Linked DNA regions of Ovis aries: region 2 is linked to region 1. Evidence: chromatin contacts called from public Hi-C data. All regions are on one chromosome and are shown on one strand. The core of a region is the stretch at or near the end of the contact, and the rest is flanking DNA. Distances in the headings are between cores, read along the strand shown.

Region 1 (5,529 bases), core at 1,395-3,894:
TTCCTGAGCCATACAGTAAATTCCCATTGGCCTTCTATTTTACATATGGTAATGTAAGTTTCCATGTTACTTTTTCCATACATCTCACCCTCTCCTCCCCTCTCCCCATGTCCATAAGTCTATTTTCTATGTCTGTTTCTCCATTGCTGCTCTGTGAATAAATTCTTCAGTATCATTTTTCTAGGTTCTGTATATATGCATTAGGATACTCATATTCTAGATAATAATGAATATAATATAAATAATATTCTGTTATTAATATTATAAATAATGTATTATTATTATTATTATAAATACATATTTATCTTTCTCTTTCTGACTCACTTACTTTAATAGGTTCTGTGTTCATCCACCTCATCAGAACTGACTCAAATGTGTTCCTTTTTATGCTGAGTAATATTCCATTGTGTATATGTACCACAACTTCTTTATCTATTCATCTGTCGATGCACATCTAGTTGCTTCCATGTTCTAGCTATTATAGTGCTGCAAAGAACAATGGGATACATGTGTCTTTTTCAGTTTTGGTTTCCTCAGGGTATATGCCTAGGAGTGGGATTCCTGGGTCATATGGTGGTTTTATTCCTAGTTTTTTAAGGAATCTCCATAACATCTTCCAAAGTGGTTGTATCAATTTACATTCCTACCAACAGTGCAAGAGCGTTCCCTTTTCTCAACACCCTCTCCAGCATTTATTGTTTGTAGACTTTTTGATGATGGCCATTCAGACTGGTATTTACCACCAGTTTTGAATAAATATCATCAATATAGTCATCCAAATAAATATTAGAATTACTTTGTGGTGTTGAAATATGCAAATACTCTTAATTGAATTATTTTAAAGTTACTGCTCATTTCATGGAAAAACTTGAATTTAGTATTCTTTGAGATTTTATTTATATAAGAATATGTATATTTCTGCTTATAGGATTCATGTAAAAATGAAAGTGACTTTAAGATTTCTGAAACATATTTTACATACTTCTCTCCTAAATTTAACATAAAGATTTTCTCAATCAAGCATTTTGGCTTAATTTTGCCCCTGTCATTGAGGCAAAAATCCTTGTGAGTACTTTGATTCCTCACCATGTGAATATGATTTCCACTCTGTTTGGCAGGTACAGGCACTATTCCTGGCCTTATGTATGCTCAGACACTTTCCACTAATCTTTTTCAGTTTCTTTCCTGGGAGTTGCACCACTGCATGTTGGTAGGCACTCAACTGATACTTGAGGAAGAAGTTCCTCCACTCTGATTTCCCTTTTCTGTCCTGTGACCTGAAATTTCTTAAGGCTCACCTGGCTCCTTACCCGTTTCTCAGGGTCCATTGCTCTTCATTGTCTTATGTCCAATGTCTTCAAAGTCATTTCACATTTTTCATTCTTTTTAAGGTTGTTTTAGGCAAGAAGTTAAATCTGGTTCCCATTACTTCATTTTGAGTATTGAGTAAATAACAAGTTATTTGAAAACATTTTTGTCAAATTTCTAGAAAAAGAGTATGTCTGTTTATAAATACTTCAAAATGTTTTTAAGCTTCCTACTCTGTTACATCTAATCAGGAGATTTTTTGTATTAGTAAAATAATTTTAATTTTAGTTAAAGCTTTAAATGTCTTCAAGCTTAGTTTTTCTTCGTTTTCTTCTAATCATTATTATTATTAATAAACCAGAATTTTCCTGTTTAAAAAAGGAAAAATGCCAAGACTTTTGGCATATTTTAGAAGTACATTCATTACACGCTGTTATTAAACTATAAAGACATTCGGTCGAATCTGTAGTATGAAGGACAGGTACACATCCAGGTGACTAAAAACTAACGGGACCCTTCGTTTAAAAAAACAAAGGAAGATTTTAGTGCTCACTTGAACAACCCTTCTGATATACCTGAAAGTCACTTTGACTTTAATTGTGCTAAATCGCTTCAGTCAGGCGAACTCTGTGCCACCCTGTGGACTGCAGCCCGCCAGGCTCCTGTCCATGGAATTCTCCAGGCAAGAATACTGGAGTGGGTTGCCCCGTGCCCTTCTCCAGGGAATCTTCCCAACCTAGGGATGAAACGCACGCCTTTTACATCTAACCTGCACTGACAGAGGGTTCTTTACCACTAGCGCCACCTGGGAAACCCCATGAAGATGGAGGTGCCAGGGATTGAAACAGGGATCTCATAAATGCGAAACACACACTCCACCACAAATCCACCAACCACCACCTCACATCTTGTCTACTCTGTAGACTTGTGTGCTGTGCTAAGTCGCTCAGTCGTGTCCGACTCTTTGCGACCCCATGGACTGTGGCGCGCCAGGCTCCTCAGTCTACGTCGATTCTCCAGACCAGAATACTGGAGTGGGATGCCATGCCCTTTTCCAGGGGAACTTTCCAACCCAGGAATCGAACTTCCGAACCCAGGTCTCCCGCATTGCAGGCGGATTCTTTACCGCCTGAGCCACCAGGGAAGCTCTTGTCTAGTTTTTCACAATTTCTCCTAGGGCCCAAGTGACTGTAATTTTGAAACTTGAGCGAGAGAGTACTACAGTTAAAGAGCCAGGTCCAGTTGGGAGGCATGCCCTTGCCCTTGGGCATTGTGGGTAGTGTAGTCCCGAGCCCCTAGCTCACTGAGCGCAGTCTTGAGCTCTGAAGAGTTTAAGGTGGTGCCATCTTGCGGCCCGGGGCACTTTGGGAATTGTAGTCCCCGCCCCGAGGTGTTGTGGGTAGCGTAGTTCCGAGCCGCCCTGTCGTATTTTTGGATGTGGTGACAGTCTTTCAGCGCTTTTGGTGAGCTATCCCGCCTCTGGCTGCTGAGTCCGAGGGATAGAGGCTCCGGAAAGCCGGGAGAGGGTGGGCGCCCTGGTTTGGTACGCCCTGTCCGCGGGTTCTTCGAGGTTTGATCCGCCCCCTCCCCCCCCACCACGGGGTCAGGCGCGGTCCACTTCGGAGGAGCTGTTGGCAGAGGTCTCGGGTCGCTCAGTGTGCAGCGGTGCTGGGTACTCAGTGCCCTTCCTGAGGGGTCGAAACTGGTGCGGGTGGCTTGGTGGACACAAGTAACCTTTGGCCGGAGCAGACGTCCCCATTGCTGAGCGCGTGCCTTGGACATTCTTCCTTGGTGTTAACTGGGGGAGCGCGGCTGGATGATTCCTACCTGGCAATGGAGGCGCTGCTTGGCCCCAAGGACCTAGGTTTTGCTGGGAGGACTCGCGTGGGGCAGACACTCAGACTTACCTTGACTGACGATGGTGATGGGGGCAACTTGGTTCAGCGGCCTCGGGCCCCACGAGCTCTTGAGGGAGTTGGAAGGGCCTGGTGGGAGTCAGACGCCCCGCGTTTGCGTCGGGTACCCTTGTGCTCACATCTGCGACTCCTCCCGAAGTTGTCTGACTCCTCCTCTGGTGCTCTTCCAGCAGCGTGGAGTGGAGCCCACAGGGCGGGAAACTTTGTTCAAGCCGTAGGGGACTGGTGGGCTGACTCCCTGAATTACTGGGAATGAGAGAGTGAGAAGAGGGTGGTAAGACGTCCAGACTTAAGTTTTATTTTAAATTTTGCTGTATGAAAACATTGTAAACACGCAAGGAAGTAGCTGTGAGGTCTCCTGCATTCCTCACACAGATTCATCACTTCTCAACGCGAGCCCTGTTCTTTCTCCCACAAATCTGCAACCTCAGGTGTATATCTCTTTGGGCATTTCTTCTCCCTGGGGACATATGTCAGGCCTTTTGTGGGAGCCCTGGCCTCCATAGGGAGAGTTCACATACAGGTCTGCCTGTATGTGAGTGTCCTTGGGCAAAGTACTGAATCTCCTGGAGCTGTTGGGAGTGTGGAAAGAGGTATAACAGGGGTCTCATACGTGTTAATGTACTGTTCATTTATGTTTTTAATAACCTTTATAGGCACATAGAAGATTAACATCATGCTGGATTATCAGCATAACATTCAGTTCAGTTCAGGCACTCAGTCGTATCTGACTCTTTGCAACACTCAGTCCGGTCTGACTCTTTGTGACCCCATGAATCACAGCACGCCAGGCCTCCCTGTCCATCACCAACTTCCAGAGTTCACTCAAATTCACGTCCATCGAGTCGGTGATGCCATCCAGCCAATTCATCTTCTATCGTCCCCTTTTCCTCCTGCCCCCAATCCCTCCCAGCATCAGGGTCTTTTCCAATGAGTCAACTCTTTGCATGAGGTGGCCAAAGTGTTGGAGTTTAAACTTCAGCATCAGTCCTTCCAATGAACACCCAGGACTGATCTCCTTTAGGATGGACTGGTTCAATCTCCTTGCAGTTCAAGGGACTCTGAAGAGTCTTCTCCAACACCACAGTTCAAAAGCATCAATTCTTCGGTGCTCAACTTTCTTCACAGTAGAACTCTCAACTCCATACATGACCACTGGAAAAACCGTAGCCTTGACTAGATGGACCTTTGTTGGCAAAGTAATATCTCTATTTTTTAATATGCTACCTAGGTTGGTCATAACTTTCCTTCCAGGGAGTAAGCGTCTTTTAATTTCCTGGCTGCAGTCACCATCTGCAGTGATTTGGGAGCCCCCAAAAATAAAGTCTGACACTGTTTCCACTGTTTCCCCATCTATTTCCCATGAAGTGATGGGACCAGATGCCATGATCTTCGTTTTCTGAAAGTTGAGCTTTAGGCCAACTTTTTCACTCTTCTCTTTCACTTTCATCAAGACCATACACAAAGATAAACTTGAAATGGATCAAAGATCTAAAGGTAAGACCAAAAACTATAAAGCTCTAAAGGGAAAACATAGGCAGAACACTCTCTGACATAAATCACAGCAAGATCCTCCATGACCCACCTTCTAGAGTAATGGAAGTTAAAAGAAAAAATAAACAAGTGGGGCCTAATTAAACTTAAAAGCTTTTTACAGCAAAGGAAACAATAAATAAGATGAGAAGACAACCGTCAGAATGGGAGAAAATAACTGCAAATGAAGTAATTGACAGAGGATTAATCTCCAAAATCTATAAGCAGCTCAAACAACTCAATATCAGAAAAGCAAACAGCCCAATCAGATAGTGGGCAGAAGACCTAAACAGACATTTCTCCAAAGAGGACAAACAGGTGGCTAATAAACACATGGAAAGATGCTCAACATCCCTCATTATTAGAGAAATGTAAATCAAAACTACGATGAGGTATCATCTCACACTGGTCATCAAAAAAATCTGCAGTCAATAAATGCTGGAGAGGATGTGGAGAAAAAGGAGCTCTCTTGTACTGTTGGTAGGAATATAAATTGATATAGCCACTATGGAGAACAATATGGAATTCCTTAAAAACTAGGAATGAAATTACCATATGACCCAACAATCCCACTTTGGGACACACAGTGTGAGAAAACCATAGTTGAAGAAGACACATGTACCCCAATGTTATTACAGCACTATTTACAGTAGCTTGGACATGGAAGCAAAGTATATGTCCGTTGACAGATGAATGGATAATGAAGTTGTGGTACATATATACAATGGAATATTACTCAACCATATAAAGAAACACATTTGAGTCAGTTCTA
Region 2 (5,529 bases), core at 1,791-4,290, 170 kb before region 1:
ATGATAGGGCACTGCCTAACTGTTCCACGTACTCTCCTATCCCCTATCTCTTCATACCCGGTAGTCAACATGCCTCACCCTCTTTGCCATCTATATACTTTTGTACTACCATTCCTTACACTTGGCTGGTGGTCTCCAGTTCCATTTTCAATACCCCATTAGTCATCAGCTCTTTTAAAAATATATTATTTAGAGCCATCAGTTCTTTAGAAATTCTTCTGTGACAACTCCCTTCCCTCCCTTCCAGGTTGGATGCCTTCTCACCTGTTCCACATCATCCATAGTATCATGATGTGTTCAAATTGTCTGTACTCTTGTCTTTCTCCCCCTTGACTGTGGAATCCCTAAAGGCAGGGATTATCTGACTAATACTTATGCTTAATGGAGCAGCATGTATTCAATAAGCATTAAAGTTTATTGAATGCAAAAAATCAGTCTCATTACTTACTGCTGCTGCTGCTGCCAAGTCGCTTCAGTCGTGTCCGACTCTGTGCAACCCCATAAACGGAAGCCCACCAGGCTCCCCCGTCCCTGGAATTCTCCAGGCAAGAACACTGGAGTGGGTTGCCATTTCCTTCTCCAAGGCATGAAAGTGAAAAGTGAAAGTGAAGTCGCTCAGTCGTGTCCAACTCTTAGCGACCCCATGGACTGCAGCCTATTAGGCTCCTCTGTCCATGGGATTTTCCAGGCAAGAGTACTGGAGTGGGTTGCTAATAAACTCTAATATGGGCACTGTTCTCCCCTGGACAGTGTTGAGAAGTACCAAGTTCAACTTTTTCAGTTCTCTTTTAGCTTCAACTGTTTATCAAAAGCATTTGTTTGTACAACATTACTATACTGGTGTTTTGACATAACTATAGTTTTACACTGGTATATTACCTGATGCCTGCTTCCTGCACTTATAGGGGAGTGGCCTTACTCTCATTTTGTTTGATTCTAGTCAGCTTTAGACAGAGTAGAGTGGTCCTTCTTGACTTAGTACGTGAAATTATATTCCTGAGGCCCATATGCTTGTAAAATACTGTGTAGCAGCTCAGTAGTATATCTATACCATTTGGTATACCTATGGTTTGTCACTATTATCTTTCAGTGTTCATGTGCATGAGAGGGCTAGTAATGCCTGCCCACCTTGCAGAATTGTTGTGCATTTAAGAGGAAAATATATGTAAAGCATTTAGCACAGAGTCAGCCACAGAGTTTATATTTGCCTAGTAAGTTGTTCAGCACACCCAGAGGAAGGAATTATTTCTACTGAGTTGTGTGGTACAGGACCACTTGCAAGTGTTTATAAAAAGAGGTTGTAGTTGTTCATCCAAAGGCATTCTTCCTTCCTTTTTTGGAAGGGAATTTTATTGAGGACAGAAATATGCTTAGAGTACCAGGCAAGGCCATGTTACTAAGTTCAAATCTGTAAGATGTAGATAGAAGTTCTTGGGTGGCGCTTCTGGAAGAATCCTTTCTAAAAGAGATTTTTTTTTAATCTGACAAATACTCAAGTCTGAATACTAGTTTCTTAGTCAAGTAACATTGGTGTTTCATTTTGCAAAACAGTGACTAGTTAAGCTCACAACTCAAACTGTATTTGTTTAGAACAAATGGCAATGCCGTATCATATCATTCAACTTAATAGTCCAAATGCCTTTTCAGACAATCATCATAGAATTTTAAAGATACATATATCTCAAGGGTCAACTTTTGATAGAGTTAATAATTGTTACTGTGAAACTTTTTTTTTTCTTTTTCTGCAAAGAGTAGTGGTGAAGAATACAATGACTGCTAGTTCAAACTAAAATAAACTAAGGTGATGTCTGAAGCTACAACCATTTTGGCCCAAACTTGGGGATAGAAGCCAACAGTAAGGATAGAGTGGAGTTTGCATTCCTGGGGTACCAACCTAACACCTTCTGAGAGAGGGGGAAAAAGCCTAAGGGTTTAGGATGTTGAAAGTTAGGCATGCAGGCAAACCCATCCTTCCATCTGTTAACGGAACTAGTGTGAGGCTGACTGCTCGGCCTTGATCTAATCCCAGTATTCCCGCCCTTGGGAACATCTGGGACTAGCTGGAGGCTAGGTAGCCAGACTGCAGCCATGAAATTAAAAGATGCTTACTCCTTGGAAGAAAAGTTATGACCAACCTAGATAGCATATTCAAAAGCAGAGACATTACTTTGCCAACTAAGGTCCGTCTAGTCAAGGCTATGGTTTTTCCTGTGGTCATGTATGGATGTGAGAGTTGGACTGTGAAGAAAGCTGAGCGCCAAAGAATTGATGCTTTTGAACTGTGGTGTTGGAGAAGACTCTTGAGAGTTCCTTGCACTGCAAGGAGACCCAACCAGTCCATTCTGAAGGAGATCAGCCCTGGGATTTCTTTGGAGGGAATGATGTTGAAGCTGAAACTCCAGTACTTTGGGCACCTCATGCGAAGAGTTGACTCATTGGAAAAGATTCTGATGCGGAGAGAGATTGGGGACAGGAGGAGAAGGGGACGACAGAGGATGAGATGGCTGGATGGCATCACCAACTCGATGGACATGAGTCTGAGTGACCTCCGGGAGTTGGTGATGGACAGGGAGGCCTGGCGTGCTGCGATTCATGGGGTCGCAAAGAGTTGGACACGACTGAGCGACTGAACTGAACTGAACTGAACTGAACTGAACTGCGGTAGCCAGTAAGACTGGGGCTGGACTAGGATGACAACGGAGGAAAAAAAAAGGAAAAACAGGCTCTCGGTCCAGGGCTGAGAGGCTGGCCAAACCCCATTCTGTGTCAGCCCTCGTCCCAAGTACTCCTTTCCCTTTTTTCTTCTACTGGTGTAGTCCGGGGAAAGCAGGGGGAGTCAAAACTGGACTTCGGCTACCCTCAGTCCTGCAGAACTGACCCCGAAACCACCCAACAGCGTCAGCTGAGCAGGCACTTAGCACGCCGCAGCCCCCTCAGCCCACTTTGAAAGCTCCCAGAGCCACCAGTCGCGTCACGGGCCATCTCAAGCTGCCATTGGCCCGCGCGCGTCACGTGCAGCAGCGCGCGGCGGCGATTGGTGCAGTGTGAGGCAGCGGGGACGCGCCGGGGATCGCGGAGGGAGCTTTGCCTCAGCCCCTAGAGCCCAGCGGCGGTGAATGGACCGCTAGGCGGGCGCGGCCTGGTCAGTCAGACGGGACTGTGAGGGGCGGTAGTATTGCTTGCCCTGCTGGGCAGCGGCGGGGCCTCTGGACACCTCGGCGAAGCACGGCCTGTGGGGTTCAGTTAGGGCTGGGGCGGAGGTCAGCCGGCGGACGGGGGGCAAGTCGGGCGGGGAAGGCAGTAAAGCCGACCCGCCCGCCGCTACGAGGGCTACGGATGAGAAGCCGCGGGAGAGGCGCGCGATCTGCTGTTAGCTGCGCCGGCGATTCCAGCTGCATGTTAAACGTCTGAATCCTCACGTGGTGAGTGCTGGCGGGCACCTCAGTGAGGGGGACTGGCCTGGGTATCGGGGCTGCAGGGCCCGGTTGCGAGGGGCCTCTCTCAGCCCCGCCCAGGACCCGACATCCTTCTGTAGGAGCTCTGGATTTTTAAATATCAGTAACTAATTAAAAGTAAATGAGTAAACTGAGGGGGAGGGCGGATGGGCCGGTTCCAGACCATCGGTTTGTGGCCAATGTAGACTAGATCCTGCTCCTAATTTGTGGTGTGACCTTGACCAAGTCACCTCTCTCGAGGATGGACTTTCTCAACGTGGATGATGGTGCTCATATTTTTGAGGGGAAAAAGATCTCAGACAATACAATGGCTTGTGGCTTTCCAGAGGGCCACAAAACTTAAGTACTGTCTGTCTCGGACTGGGGAATTAGAAGAGAAAATGCTTAGAAAGGCTCCTGGGAGGAGAGGGGGTAGATGAGAAAAAGGTGAGAAATCCTGCTTTAAGGGAAGAGATAAAGAGACGTTCTTGTGATAGTTATATACATTAGAGGATTAAAGCAAACGAGTTGGAAGAACTTGAAAGGTCGTCTATTAGAAAAGTTTTGTGACGCCTCACATGTACATACACACAGTTTTACTTGGCCTCCAAAACAGACTGTCATTCCACCTTCTATAATGAGAAAATTGAGGATCCAAGGGTTTGGGTGACATGCTACAGTCAGAGCTATTAAATGAAGAACTGGAATTTAAACCCAAGCCTCTGTGGCCCCAAACCCATTCATCATGTTGCCTCTCAGCCTCTGTTCCAGTTATGTCCCAACCAAGAATTCTACTTTGTGACTTAAAATATGAATATTCCCAGCCTGCCACACCCAAGAAACATCAGTTCAGTATCTGGGACCTAGCCTGGTAATCTGCATATTAACTATTACTAGGTGGTTCCATTTTGGTGATCCAAGGGACCATTTGGAGAAAAACTACTCTATAAATTTCCCACCCAGCCCCCACATCCTCTTTGGGTGTACCCTAGGGATTCAAAAGAGCAGAGATTACATCTTCTCTTCCAAAGAGGTGGCCAACCAAGCTTTGGGAGAAGCCAAGGTTTATGAGCTAGCACCTTGCACAGCTCTCAGTTTGAGAAAGTGCTGGCAATTTTGGTTTTCTTTCTTCCTTCCTCCCTCCCTCTTCCTTCCTTCCTTTCTCCTCCCCCTTTTCTCTCCCCTCTTTTTTGTACACCTTCCTTTGTTGCTACTCTGATACTCCTAAGAAAATGGCTCAAGGCATTTATTTTAAAGTCCATATTAAAATTTAAAACACCATAAAAAAGGTTTAAAAACCACAATTCATTCATAATGCTTCCAGTCTGTAAGTTTGCATGTTCTGTTGTATTGTTCTACTATTAATTATAACAGTCTCCCTCTTGTTAATCATATAGATTGTTCAAGTTCACACAATTTAGAAAATTCGTCTAGGAGATGAGCTTGAACCTCACAATTCCAATTGGAAATCATAAAATTATGCTGAAGATAAACCTTAAATCACAGTTCTCTTAAGAGCATATCTCATTCTCCTTCCAAATGCCTCAAAATCTGAAGATTTTTCTTTAGTTCTAAAAATAAATGGTATTGTTGGTATGAATATGCATACACTGAAATGTTTCTTTTCCAGTGACTTTATCTGTCCTTTCCCATATCACTTCATTCTCACCAAAAGATATATTTAATTATTAATACTTAATTTGCTTATATATTTCATGTTCTAAAAAATGTAAGTTAAATAATCAAAACATTTCTTTGCAATTATTAACTCTCATTTAATGCACTTTGCTGCTAAAAAGGTTTTATTTTTCTAGTTCTTATGGAGGCAATATGGGATAGAGGAAATAAAGTGAGTTTTGGTTTAAGGAAGACCTGGTGCTCCAACCCCAATTCCAACACTTTCAAACAGTGATCAATCTGATCACAGTAAATGGAGCAAATTGGATTTTTAAAGAAGCTATGAATTTTGCATTGTAACTAGTTACAGTGATGAAAAATTGAAACTATCTACTTACACTTGCATGAAAAAAACCTTTATTAATAGGGATTCTGCTTTAACATTTTCTCAGTTTGTTAATGATCATGTTTTCTTCTT

The links. A called contact is a pair of places that touch in the nucleus more often than the background predicts.
Region 2: a contact with region 1 is called in a Hi-C map of liver, with 5 times the contacts expected there. The contact joins the promoter of PTPDC1 here to the enhancer-like site in region 1. A contact is called at or near these places in 14 of 16 Hi-C or Micro-C datasets (blood, hypothalamus, liver and 6 more).

The regions. Positions count from the first base shown.
Region 1 is chr2:27,410,271-27,415,799 of ARS-UI_Ramb_v3.0, reverse strand. The region is part of intron 1 of ZNF169 (zinc finger protein 169); the gene reads left to right. Among named protein-coding and RNA genes, the nearest start is that of MIRLET7D, 33 kb to the left of the region's middle. Within about 2 kb of position 2,644, at least 39 of the 54 cell types and tissues checked have an H3K27ac peak or open chromatin away from gene starts, as enhancers often do. A contact at or near this core is called in hypothalamus, liver, muscle and 1 more, where this site is marked.
Region 2 is chr2:27,583,278-27,588,806 of ARS-UI_Ramb_v3.0, reverse strand. PTPDC1 (protein tyrosine phosphatase domain containing 1) reads left to right here and starts at 3,040. Exons shown (of 9, transcript XM_060410827.1): 1 at 3,040-3,422.